Linked DNA regions of Capra hircus: region 1 is linked to region 2. The links are chromatin contacts, called in public Hi-C maps. All regions are on one chromosome and are shown on one strand. Each heading gives the region's core, a stretch centred on a gene start, on an enhancer-like site or on the middle of the called end of the contact. The rest is flanking DNA. Distances are from core to core; before and after follow the strand shown.

Region 1 (5,783 bases), core at 1,532-4,031, 250 kb before region 2:
TCGGCAAAGTAACGTCTCTGCTCTTTAATATGCCCTCTAGGTTTGTCATAGCCTTTCGTCCAAGGAGCAAGCGTCTTTTAATTTCACGGCTGCCATCACCATCTGCAGTGACTTTGGAGCCCAGAAACATAAAGTCTGTTAACAGCATGGCCATCCCCAGACGTGTTTCCAGGTTCAGGCCTCTGGTGGGCTGGTGCCCACCGTCCCTCTGGCCCAGATTTCCCTGGGCCAACTTTCTTCACCCAAACGCCTCCTCCTGCCTTTCCGCTCACGTCTGTCCTCCCTGGGTTTCTGTCTGCGGGATCTGTCTCTGATGGAAGGGGCTGGCGTGTCCAACGGTGAGTGGCCTTGTCTGTCTCTCCTGTGGCTCTAGGCATGGTTGGGTGCTCTGCTGTCAGGCACACGCACGTTAAGCATCGCTATGTTGTCCTGGAGAACTGGCCCCTTTGTCATCGGGTAAAGCCCCCCTATCCTGGACAGCCTCCCTGGCCCTGAAGGCTGCTGCGTCTAAACTTATGACAACTCCTGCTTCCTTCTGCCTGGTGTTAGCAAAGGGTGTCCTTCATCTCTTCAATCTACGTGTGCCCAGTCGCTGAGTGGTGTCCCACTCTTTGCAACCCCATGGACTGTAGCCCGTCAGGCTCCTCTGTCCATGGAATTCCCCAGGCAAGAATACTGGAGTGGGTTGCCATTTCCTTCTCCAGGAAATCTTCCTGACCCAGGGATCGAACCGACATTTCCTGTGTCTGCTGCAGTGCAGGCAGATTCTGTACCGTCCGACCTACCGGGGAGGCCCCACGTGTCTTACATTTAAAGTGACTTCTTCATGGACGACGTGTAGTTGGATCTTGTCTGTGGATCCACTCTGACAGCGTCTGCGTTTCAAGTGGTGTGTTTAGACCAATGATGTTTAAGATGAAGGTCGATGCAGTTGGATCGGAAGCCACCACGCTTGCTTCTATTTTCTCTCCTTACCCCTTTGGTTTGCTTGTTTCCCTGTCCTCCACTTGCCCTGCTTTCTGCAGCTTTAATTGTTCTGTAAACAGGCCCCTGTCTCCTCTCTGCCTCTGGCCCAGACTAGCTGTGCCCGGTGGAGCGTGGCTACCCAGTGTCTCAACCCTCCTCCTCCCCATCGGCTGCGTCCCCCAGGACTGCCCAGCCTATCCCCTGGATGCGGGCCCCTGCCAGGGCCCACAGGAGAGGGCCCTCCTGGAGACCTCGGGAGCCTGAGGCCTGTGTCCCATTGTCTCCTGTCTTTCTCTGGGGAGACGATGTTGGCCCTGAAGCATGTGGAAAAATGGGAGGCGGATTCAGGAGGAAGAGCCCTGGGCTGGGGGGGGGGGGGTCCAGGCCATCATCTTGGTGGGATAAGACTTCACAGACCTCAAGGAGCAGGGGACAAGTGTGCCCTGTGCCATGTGCCCTCTGGGGAGTGAAGTTTGGGGATGATGAGGCAAGACCTCTGCCTCATAGTCCAATGGAGGAGGCAGCCACTTAACAGAGCACCATGTGAGGCCTGAGACAGACTTAGCTCGGAAGCCTGGAGATCTGGCCTTGAGACAGCTCCAAAGATTAGTTAAGAACAAAGGTTCAGCCTTGTTACACGCCTAGCTCAGCAGCTGGCACGGCTTGGGGAGCATTCCAGGGCCTGTGGGCTCATCATATGCAGAAGCCTAGGTGCCAGGCTGCCAAAGGTTAGACGCCTGGAGTGATGCGGAGAATCAGGTCCTGATCAGACCAGATGACATCTGCAAGGGGTGGACTTGGACCCCAGACTAGGCTCCCTGACTCCAGGGCTCCTGGGGTTGGCACAGACCCTCAAGCACATGGCTGTTCAGTCACCCTCGAGTCTGACTCTTTGGACCCCATGGACCGTAGCCCGCCAGGCTCCTGTCCATGGGATTCTCCAGGCAAGAATGCTAGGGTGGGTTGCCATGCCTTCCTTCAGGGGACCTTCCCAACCCAGGGATCGACCCTGCAGCTCCTACGTGCAGGCGGTTTCTTTACCACTGAGGCACCAGGGGAGCCCCCCCAGAATGCACTGCACCTATTTTATTTTTGAACAGTAACACGTATGAGTGTTTTCTTGTAGGATGGTTTAAAGGCAGCTTCAAAGAATCGTGATACTTAAAGGAGTGGGACCTGGGTATGGGCAGGGGAGCCACACGGGTTTTCTGAAGGGTAGTGCCCAGGGGGAGGAGGGCCCTGAAAGGGGAATCAAGCCGAGGGCCGAGACCACATGCCCTCCTCACTGCGGGGCTTCGGTCCGCCCTTGCCCACAGGAAGCAGGAGGGAGGAAGCTGACGGGGACACAGAGGCAGGTGCGGGGAGCAGAGGCAAGGTGCTCGGAGGCCTGGAGTCCCACCGTGGGGTCCCTCTGAGAGGGAGCAAGGCTTTGAGTGGGGCAGGCACTGCTGCGCTGCCTTTGGGGGCCAGAGACCCTGGGATTGGGCACGGGAGGCCCCGGATCAGGCAGAGCAGAGGGAGGGAGGCCGGAATCATGCAGGGAGAAAGAAGGTATCTTTGGACAATTCACACACTGAACGTCACATCTAGTTGGTCTGACAAAACATGGGAAAGAAGAAGTGAAATTTGTTAACTGCACCGAGATCCAGGCAGTTCACTTCAGGGGACAGCTTTGGTACCAAATTATCCTTATTATGCAAATCTCCTCCCCAGGCAGCCAGCCTCCAGTTGTGCCTGGGGACTGCGGGGGCCACATCTGCTTCCCGCCCTGCAATCCCCGTAGCCACAGCCCACCTGCTGGGCTGGCGCAGCAGCCCGCTGCCAGGGAGGGGGCGCGGGCAGCCCATGCTGGGGGAGCGGGGTGGGGGCCCAGAGGAGACAGCACACAGGGATTATGCCTTGTTCCTGTCCTTGGCTTCCCCAAAAAGCGGAAAAAGTGAGGGGACTTCACACTGAGGTTTTCACCTTCCTCCTTAGGAAAATACAGCCCAGAACTTGGCATGTTTAGAAGCATCTGGTCCCAGCTGAGGCCTGAGGTCCAGGCTGTACCAAGTTCCCCATTTCCTTCCTGCCAGCATCAGCCTCAGGGGTCCCCAGCCCATCCCTGCCTCCGGCATCTCCCTCCCCGGGCCCCCCGCCAACTGTCACGGCCTGTGTCCGGGTGCTCAGCTGGCAGCTTCTTCACAGCCCGCTCCTGGTCTCAGCTGCTGTGCTGGGCCTGCTGCTCGGCCTCTCCTTCGTGGAGGGGGCCTGGGCGCCGGGCTCCCCTCCTGTCTGGGACCATCGCCCTCGTCTCCGTGGGAACAGAGCTCGGCCGCCCTCCCAGCTCGCTCTGCCCTCGGGCGCCTCCTGGGTCCATCCTGCTTTCTCGCTCTAGACCACCTGACTCTCAGACTGTGACCTGTCTTCACAGCTGACCCATTCTCGTGACCCAGTGCCTCCCCAGCTCCCCCGCTCAGTCCCCCTGCGCAGCCCACGCTGCCCCTGCCCCCCACTAACCGCGCACACACCGGACCTGAGGCCTGGGGCCAGCACCTCACAAGTGCTCCGCGTGCAGTCACCTCAGTCATCTTCAGGAGACAATCACACGCGTCCGTGCTTACGGACCCGCACCTCAGTCTGTTGGTTGCTGTCACAAATTGCCAGACACCGGGCGGCTTGTGAACAACGAAGTTCATTTCCCGCAGTTCCGGAAGCTGGAAGTCTTGCAGTCAGGGCCAGGTGAGGCCCCACTCCCGGTGGTGGGTTTCTCGCTGTCCTCACAGGAGACAAGGGTGAGGGAGCCCCTTAAAGCCTCTTTATTAGGACACCAATCCCAGCAGGTGGCGCTAGTGGGAAGAGATGCGGGTTCCATCCCCGGATTGGGAAGATGCCCTGGAGGAGGGCGTGGGAACAGACTCCAGTATTCTTGCCTGGAGAATCCCGTGGATAGAGGGGTCTGGCGGGTTACAGTCCATGGGGTTTTGAAGAGTCGGACACGACTGAAGTGACTTAGTACGTAGCAATCCCACCACGAGGACTCCATCCTGATGACTTGGTCACCTGCCAAACGGCCACCTCCAAATACCTTTGGGAGGCAGGATTTCCACATATGATTTCTGGAGAGACGCATTCAGACCATACCAAGCACCTACTATGTGCCAGGTAACTCTTCTTGACACTGAAGATATGGCAGGAATAAAAACAACCCTGCTCCTGGAGACCACACCCCAGGGAGAGAGAGTCAAACCCTCTGCAGCCCCGCTGCTGGTAGGTTATGCCTTCCCCCCTTGCAGGCCTCCTGCCTGCTCCTCTCCTTGCTCGCCGGCTTCTCATTACGCCACTCTCTTCTCTGCCTCCGGGGGCTCCCCTGCACCTGCTTCTCTCCTCCTCACGCTCCTCTGGCTGCAGGCACTGAGCCTGCTTTCTCTTGCTTTCCTGGGCTCTGCTGCCTGCAGGATGAGGGTTCCGCTCCCCCTCCCCTTTCTTGCAGGGCGAGGGCTCAGCCTCCTCAAGCGGTGCCTGAGTTTAAATCCTACCTGCATCCGGCTGGGCAAGTCTGCCTGGACTCAGCAAGTCCACAGTGGTCAGGCACTGAAGCTGGTTCCTCTAATCTAGGTTTCACAGGTAGCACAGCTAGTATTTTGGTTTTCCCCTCTCTGACTTTTCTCGTCAGGCAAACCCACTCCAGTATTCTTGCCTGGAGAATCCCATGGACAGAGGAGCCTGCCGGGCGGCAGTCCATAAGATCACAGAGTCGGACCTGACTGAAGCGAGTTAGCACACGTGCACGGGTTGTTTTAAATTTAAGAGGGGAAGAGAGAGACATTATTAATTTTGAATAATTACTCACTTCACTAATAATCAATTATTAAGTTCTTCCTCTGTCAAAACAGAGGGAGGTGGCTAGGCTGGAGGAGAGAGGGAGGTGGCTGGGTTGGAGGAGAGGGTTAAGGCTGTGTCTGCCTTGATGGGGGCCAGGTGGGTGGGGTCAGCTTGTCTGGACTCGAGGAACTGGCCCCATTGGAGGCAGGTGGACCCCACGCAGACCTCCTGCTCCAGAAAGGTCAGGAGTGGGCCTTTGGAAACTCCATTTCTGAGAACCAGCCAGGTGATTCTGAGCTGCATTTGAGAACCAGGGTCATGGGGGATTTCTGGATGCCCCAGGGCCTGGGGAAGGCGGTGTGGGTAAGGGAATCTGGAGGCGGTCTTGAGCTGGGAACTGGGAGTTTGGGTTAATGCTGGGAGAGGCCAATGGGAGGACGGGAGCCTGGCCATGAGGCAAAAGTTCTATTCTAGGAGCTGAGCGGCTCCATCTCCACCCGCCCCACCCCGGTCACAGGCAGCAAGGGCCAGGCTCTTGGGGAAGGCAGGGAAGATCCAGGCTGTGTAGGCAGCACCTGAGCTCCAGGCCTGCCTGGCAGCTGTGCTGGGCTGCTCTCTGGGTTCCGGAGTAGAAAAAGACCAGCAGGGTTCAGAGTGATGCCTGGGCTTCTGAGCAACGGGGGACCCCTGCCTTGGTGGTCTGAGCACTTCTTCCAAGTCTTGTACTGATTGCCCAGCTCCTAGATGTCTGTTTCGAGCCCTGCTCAGGATTTGGAGTTGAGAGGCTGGCCATATGGAAAAACGAGACTTTTGGCAACAGCCAAGCAATCCTGTTCCTTAGAGTGCACATACTTTTAGGGAAAACGCAGAACTTCACCAAGGAGTCACAAAACCTCCAAGATGTTTTATTTTGATAGAAAATATGACCAATTAATTGGAAATGGGATCAGAAATTGTTGGCACCTGAGTCCCCAGTTCTGATGTTTAGCTCCTCAGATTTCACGCTAATATGT
Region 2 (5,466 bases), core at 1,482-3,981:
TTTTCCACTGCCTCTAAAACACCTGCAGAATGAAAATGCCTCTAAGGTCACAGCCTTCCATCAGAGCAGTAAGAAGCCAAGATGGAAGCTCGACAAGGGCTGGATCTAAAACACCATCCAACTATTGGTGCTTGACCTGTGCCAGACAGGTTACTGATGTTAAACAGTATTCTACGTCATGTTATAATAATGATATTATATTACATCATATCTAAAAATAACAAACATGAACTAGAGGACTGAATTAATGATAAGCTGCTTGGGCTTGAGAAATGAATGCAGTTGCATAATAAACTGCCACATATTTGAAAACGAAAGTCCTCACCCACGCTGCTTCTAGAATCTATTCCATTTAACCCTTTTTCAGGGACAACAAAGGGGAACTTTTTTCCATCTTAAGCAACAAGACTAGAGGAGAGCAGATTCTGGGGGATGCTCTATAGACCCATGGCTGATGGGGATAAGTAAGGTTTTTCAGATGAAAGACACTGAAAAGTACAAGCTCCGAGAGAACTTCCAAGTCAGCTGCAAGATCAGACCCATTCCCTCACTTAAGGGAAGCTAAGGGAAGCAGGAACCCATTTAAAAATAAGCGGTCTTCATGTCTGTCTTTGCTCCATAGTTGCTAGTCTTCTGAACACCTTCTTTGGCACCCGATTCCCAAAATAAGCCTAGGGTTGGTCTGCTATGGGTAACTGAGTAAATTACTGCCTAAGTTTATAACTAAGTGGTTTTTCTCAACAAAGCATAATAAAATAGAAATTAAATAACTTGAAAAATATAAGGAACTTTAGTAAATCAGTTAGAAAAAAAAGGGGCCCAGATGGCATATAATTAAAAGACAAATAGAAAAATAAGGCAAATATGGAGAAAACCAAGTTATGCGTAGATTATAAGTCATGCATACGTGGATGAGAATTCCAGCATGAACAGGCTCTCTGTAACACAGACCCGACTAATCCTCAGGAGCCCATACCCTTTGTGACACTTACGTGGGCTGCTTTATTTAATCTCACAACACTCCATGTCCTTGGTCCTGGGACCATGCCATGGTAGAGATGTGGGCACTGAGGCTTGAGCACAAGTCTAAGCCATGTGCCCAGAGACAACAAGGCTGGCAGGTGGTGGAACCGAGTGGTCCCGGAAGGCCCTGAAACCCAGGCTCCCAGCTGAGCTGCATCTGTTCTGTGTTAAGGGTAGTGCAAGTTCAAGTCATCTGGACCCTTGTTTACCAAGAGCTATGCTATGTCAGGCAGAGAAGACAACAGCATTCCACTCCAGTACTCTTGCCTGGAAGATCCCATGGATGGAGGAGCCTGATAGGCTGCAGTCCATGGGGTCGCGAAGAGTCGGACACGACTGAGCGATTTCACTTTCCCTTTTCACTTTCATGCATTGGAGAAAGAAATGGCAACCCACTCCAGTGTTCTTGGCTGGAGAATCCCAGGGATGGGGGAGCCTGGTGGGCTGCTGTCTCTGGGGTCGCACAGAGTCGGACACGACTGAAGTGACTTAGCAGCAGCAGCAGCAGCAGCAGCAGCATGCTATGTCAGGACTCAAACAGGCTAGGCTCCTGATCGCTTTCACATTAAGGAGGAAATTCTGTAAATGCACAACTAGAGGTTCACAGAACCTAAGTGGGGCAAAGACGACTGATGCAAACTAGGAGCAGGGCACCAGAGAGGGATGTAGCCAGATGCTTGCGCTGAGTGTGCTGGGGGCTGGCATCTGCCTCCAGGGTGGCACCCCTGCCCTGTGACCCTGGACGGGTCTTTGGGGACCACCTCTGCCCAAGTCGGGGTGAGGACATTCACAGTTCCCTTGCAGGGAATGTGGGGCCAGGGTACCTGGGCAAAGTGTTGGCCTAGTGCAACAGTAGGAAGCAGGCCTGGGAAGGTGGGGAAAGGGGAGGGAAGGCTGAGGGAGCAGCTGAGAAGTCCAAATAGCACCAGCGTGCTTCCGGTCACTGGGCTGTGGGTCCCTGAATATGATGAGATACTGTGGCCCCAGGATCTGCTCAGGAATTAGTTTCACTCTTAGCATCATCGTGTTCTACAGGACATGCTTTTCTCCCTCTGTTCTCAGGGAAACGTTACCTCTTCCATCCAAAACGGGACACAGAAATGAGCCAACAGCTCCGATCAGAGCAGGGCTGGGGCCCCAGGAAGCATTCACTGGCCGCAGGTGGCCCAGGGGAGTGGGAGCTCTGTTCTCTTAACTGCTCACAAAATGAGTGTCTGGGGCTCTTTAATCATTTACTCTGCCTCAGCCTCCTCATCTGTAAAGTGGGGAGAGAGCCTGTTCCCCCACCTTTGGCCTCATCACACTACTTTGAAAAACAAATGAGAGAGTCGATGTGAAAGTTCTCTGAAAAGGCAGAAGTGTGGGCCAATGTAAGGAACTGCTATTCATAGCCTGGCCTGAAGCTGGGCTGTGGTTAAGATTTTGTTAAAGGTGCAGCACACCCAGGAGGGCAGGGCGGTCCCCTCTGCCGGCTCAGGACTTGGCCCATGGCCGCCTTGGGATCACTTTGGACAGTTACGTATCATTTGCAAATGCTTCATCAGAGAGATGCCTGAGGTCAAGGCACAGCGAATGTGAAACTGGGTGAAGTCCTGAAATAAAAGATCAAGGTTGAGTGGAAGGCAGCACGGTGGAAGCACCAAGCTGGCTTGGGAAACGGTGGTCTGGAAAGCACCGGGCGTGGTGGGGTTGGGTGTGGGTCAGAGGGCGCGGGCTCTGCTTTGTCACCTGGGTGTGCCCCCTCCTGTCCTCCTTGGTGAGACAAGGGAGGGGCTGGGCCAGCCGAGATGCACACACGCCAGAGCCCGTGTGGTCCCTTTCAGAAGAAAGCGCATTCCCTTTTCTTAGGAAAGGGCAAGGTCCTATGCTTTGGGATCCTGACTTGGCACGCATCTGCTGTTTTGAAACCACGTGGAACCACAAGATAGGTACTAACAGAAAAAATCTTCTCTTCCACCCTGTTCATTACGCTCTTGCGAAGAATATGGCTCTAGTATTCGGGAGAAAGATAAAGAACAGATTTGGAAAAAATTGGGGGTTCCTTATGTTTCCCTTGCTTGCTTGACACAGATTATAAGTGAGGAGTGACTTTGTATCTTTCTTGTTTTTTTAATTCCTACTCAGTTCCCTGAACTTCCAGAACTCCTGTTGAATCTAGTGGATACTATGGATTCTAGTTCCCAAAGGAGGCTCAAGTTTGAAGTTAGGAACTTCAGTGGAGACTGAATTACTGTCTTGAATTCCTTAACTCTGAATATCCTTTAAAAATAGGTCATGCTTACCAAATCAAAAAATATTTTAATGCAAAACTCATGCAAGAATTCTGCTTTCAGGGATTTGTTCTAAAAGAAACATACACATGACTGTGCAAAGATAATGTGGAGGGTGTTTGTTGCTGTACTTTTTAACAGCAGAAAAAATTTCAATAACTACTTGGTCCACGTAAACTATACCTTGCAGTGGAGTATCACACAGCCATTAAAAAGGATTTCCACAGCCCTGCCCACTGCTGAGGAAAATGTCCACTGCACCTGTCAGTCTTACACGTCCCCACACCTCCCCACCTGCACACACAATGATGTGTAGCAGCCTACACACAGACATTCATGCAGGCCTCGCAGCAAAGTCTAAAGTACGTATCAACTTTCAATACTGAGACTGAGAATGAAAGAAAGAGCTAATTTACTTTTTACAAATATAATTGAATTATTTTTATAATAAACACATTTGGAAGGAAAAGAAGGTGCTATCTGGTGAGCTTAAATGCTAGCACTAAGGTGTGAGTACACACACAGGGCGTAAACTTTGGTTCCACTGCAAATATGTTGATATATTTTGACCTCATAGTCCATTGCAAGAAGTCTCCCTTTAGTAAATAACTCCAAGTTATGAAAAAGATTCACTTAAAAAGTATTTGACAACATTATTTATCATAGTTTTTACTATGTTTACAGAAATGTTTACAGAAAACATTTACATATGTAACCTAAATGCGCTAGTCAATGACAGTGCTGCGTGGGCTGTGCTTAGTTGCTCAGTCATGTCCGACTCTTTGAGACCCCATGGACTATAGCCTGTAAAGCGCCTATGTCCTTTGGGATTGTCCAGGCAAGAATACTGGAGTGGGTTGCCATGCCCTCCTCCTGGGGATCTTCCCAACCCAGGGATCGAACCGAGCTCTCCCACATTGCAGGAGGATTCTTTACCATCTGAACCACTAGCAAAGCCCAAGAATACTGGAGAGGGTAGCCTATCCCTTTTCAAGGGGATCTTCCTGACTCAGGAATCAAACTGGAGTCTCCAGCACTGCAGGCAGATTCTTCACTGGCTGAGCTACCAGGGAAGCTCCCTGAAAGTCAAAGACAGTACATCTATAAAAATAAAAAAATTACGATCTACACAAATAAAATATTATGATGAGTTCATAATAACATGTGCCCAAGATGATGCGATGAAGTGAATGCAGTAAAAATCGCATTTGCAGCACGATCACAGCTATATAAACACAAGGAAGACGGAGGATGCAGATGACGGACGGAAATATGCCGAAATCTTCATAACAGCTATGTTTTTATGCGACAGTTTATTTTTATTACTGTTAATTTTTTCTGTTTTCTATAACGATCAGATTCGGTTCTAGAATTTTAAAAGTTAATTTTAAAACTATTAGCATAATCACCACCAATACACAGGGCATGTCAAATGATTTGGTGCCCAGAATACAAAATCAACGAATAAGGAATATTTGAAAGCATTCATCTTTCGGGAAAACTGGTGATTCCAACCACTGAACCCAAGAGTCTGTAGCCTTGACTCTGTCTGAAATGCGGCTTCCACTGAAAGGGCGGGGGCAGGCAGTGTTCCTGGCCTAAGTGTCATGGGTTATGAGGAAATCCTTAAAGATGATCTCATTCAGACGTTTCCCTTTAGGAAAGTTTAAGGTGAGAAAACCAAGGAAGAGTCATCTTTGCTTTCGAGCAGGATGGTACTCTATTGGGCACAAAGTGCGATTCTGTGTTCTGGGTTTTGGACCTCATGCAGATGACATCACGTTGCATGCATCTCTGTACTTGGCTCAGTGTGGTACTGCAGAAACAACACAGTATTTTGTTTAGAGATTCAAGTATATGTAGCAAAGCTACCAAGCAGAGCAAGCAGAGGATGAGCACAAAGACTGATGTAATGACTTCTGGGCTGGGGAAGGAAACTCAGGAGACGAGGTCATCAGGGGGATACAGGCAGCGTAAAAGATGTGAATAAAATACTGTTTCCTTGGCTAGGCCTGGGACACAGGCATTTCCTTGTTATTTTGCTTTATATTTTAAATAGGACACTGAATATTTTGTATCTATATCTCATAATAAAAACGGAAAGTCTTTTTCTGTGTTAACAAGTTACAGTGAATGAAAGTGTTAGTTGCTCAGTCATGTCCGACTCTTTGTG

What was found. A called contact is a pair of places that touch in the nucleus more often than the background predicts.
Region 1: a contact with region 2 is called in a Hi-C map of blood, with 2.9 times the contacts expected there. The contact joins two enhancer-like sites. A contact is called at or near these places in 2 of 5 Hi-C or Micro-C datasets (both in blood).

What each region holds. Positions count from the first base shown.
Region 1 is chr4:115,013,864-115,019,646 of ARS1.2, reverse strand. No RefSeq gene overlaps it. Among named protein-coding and RNA genes, the nearest start is that of FIGNL1, 43 kb to the left of the region's middle. Within about 2 kb of position 2,781, at least 1 of the 5 cell types and tissues checked has an H3K27ac peak or open chromatin away from gene starts, as enhancers often do.
Region 2 is chr4:114,762,371-114,767,836 of ARS1.2, reverse strand. All of the region lies in intron 7 of C4H7orf72, which reads right to left. Among named protein-coding and RNA genes, the nearest start is that of C4H7orf72, 56 kb to the right of the region's middle. Within about 2 kb of position 2,731, at least 1 of the 5 cell types and tissues checked has an H3K27ac peak or open chromatin away from gene starts, as enhancers often do.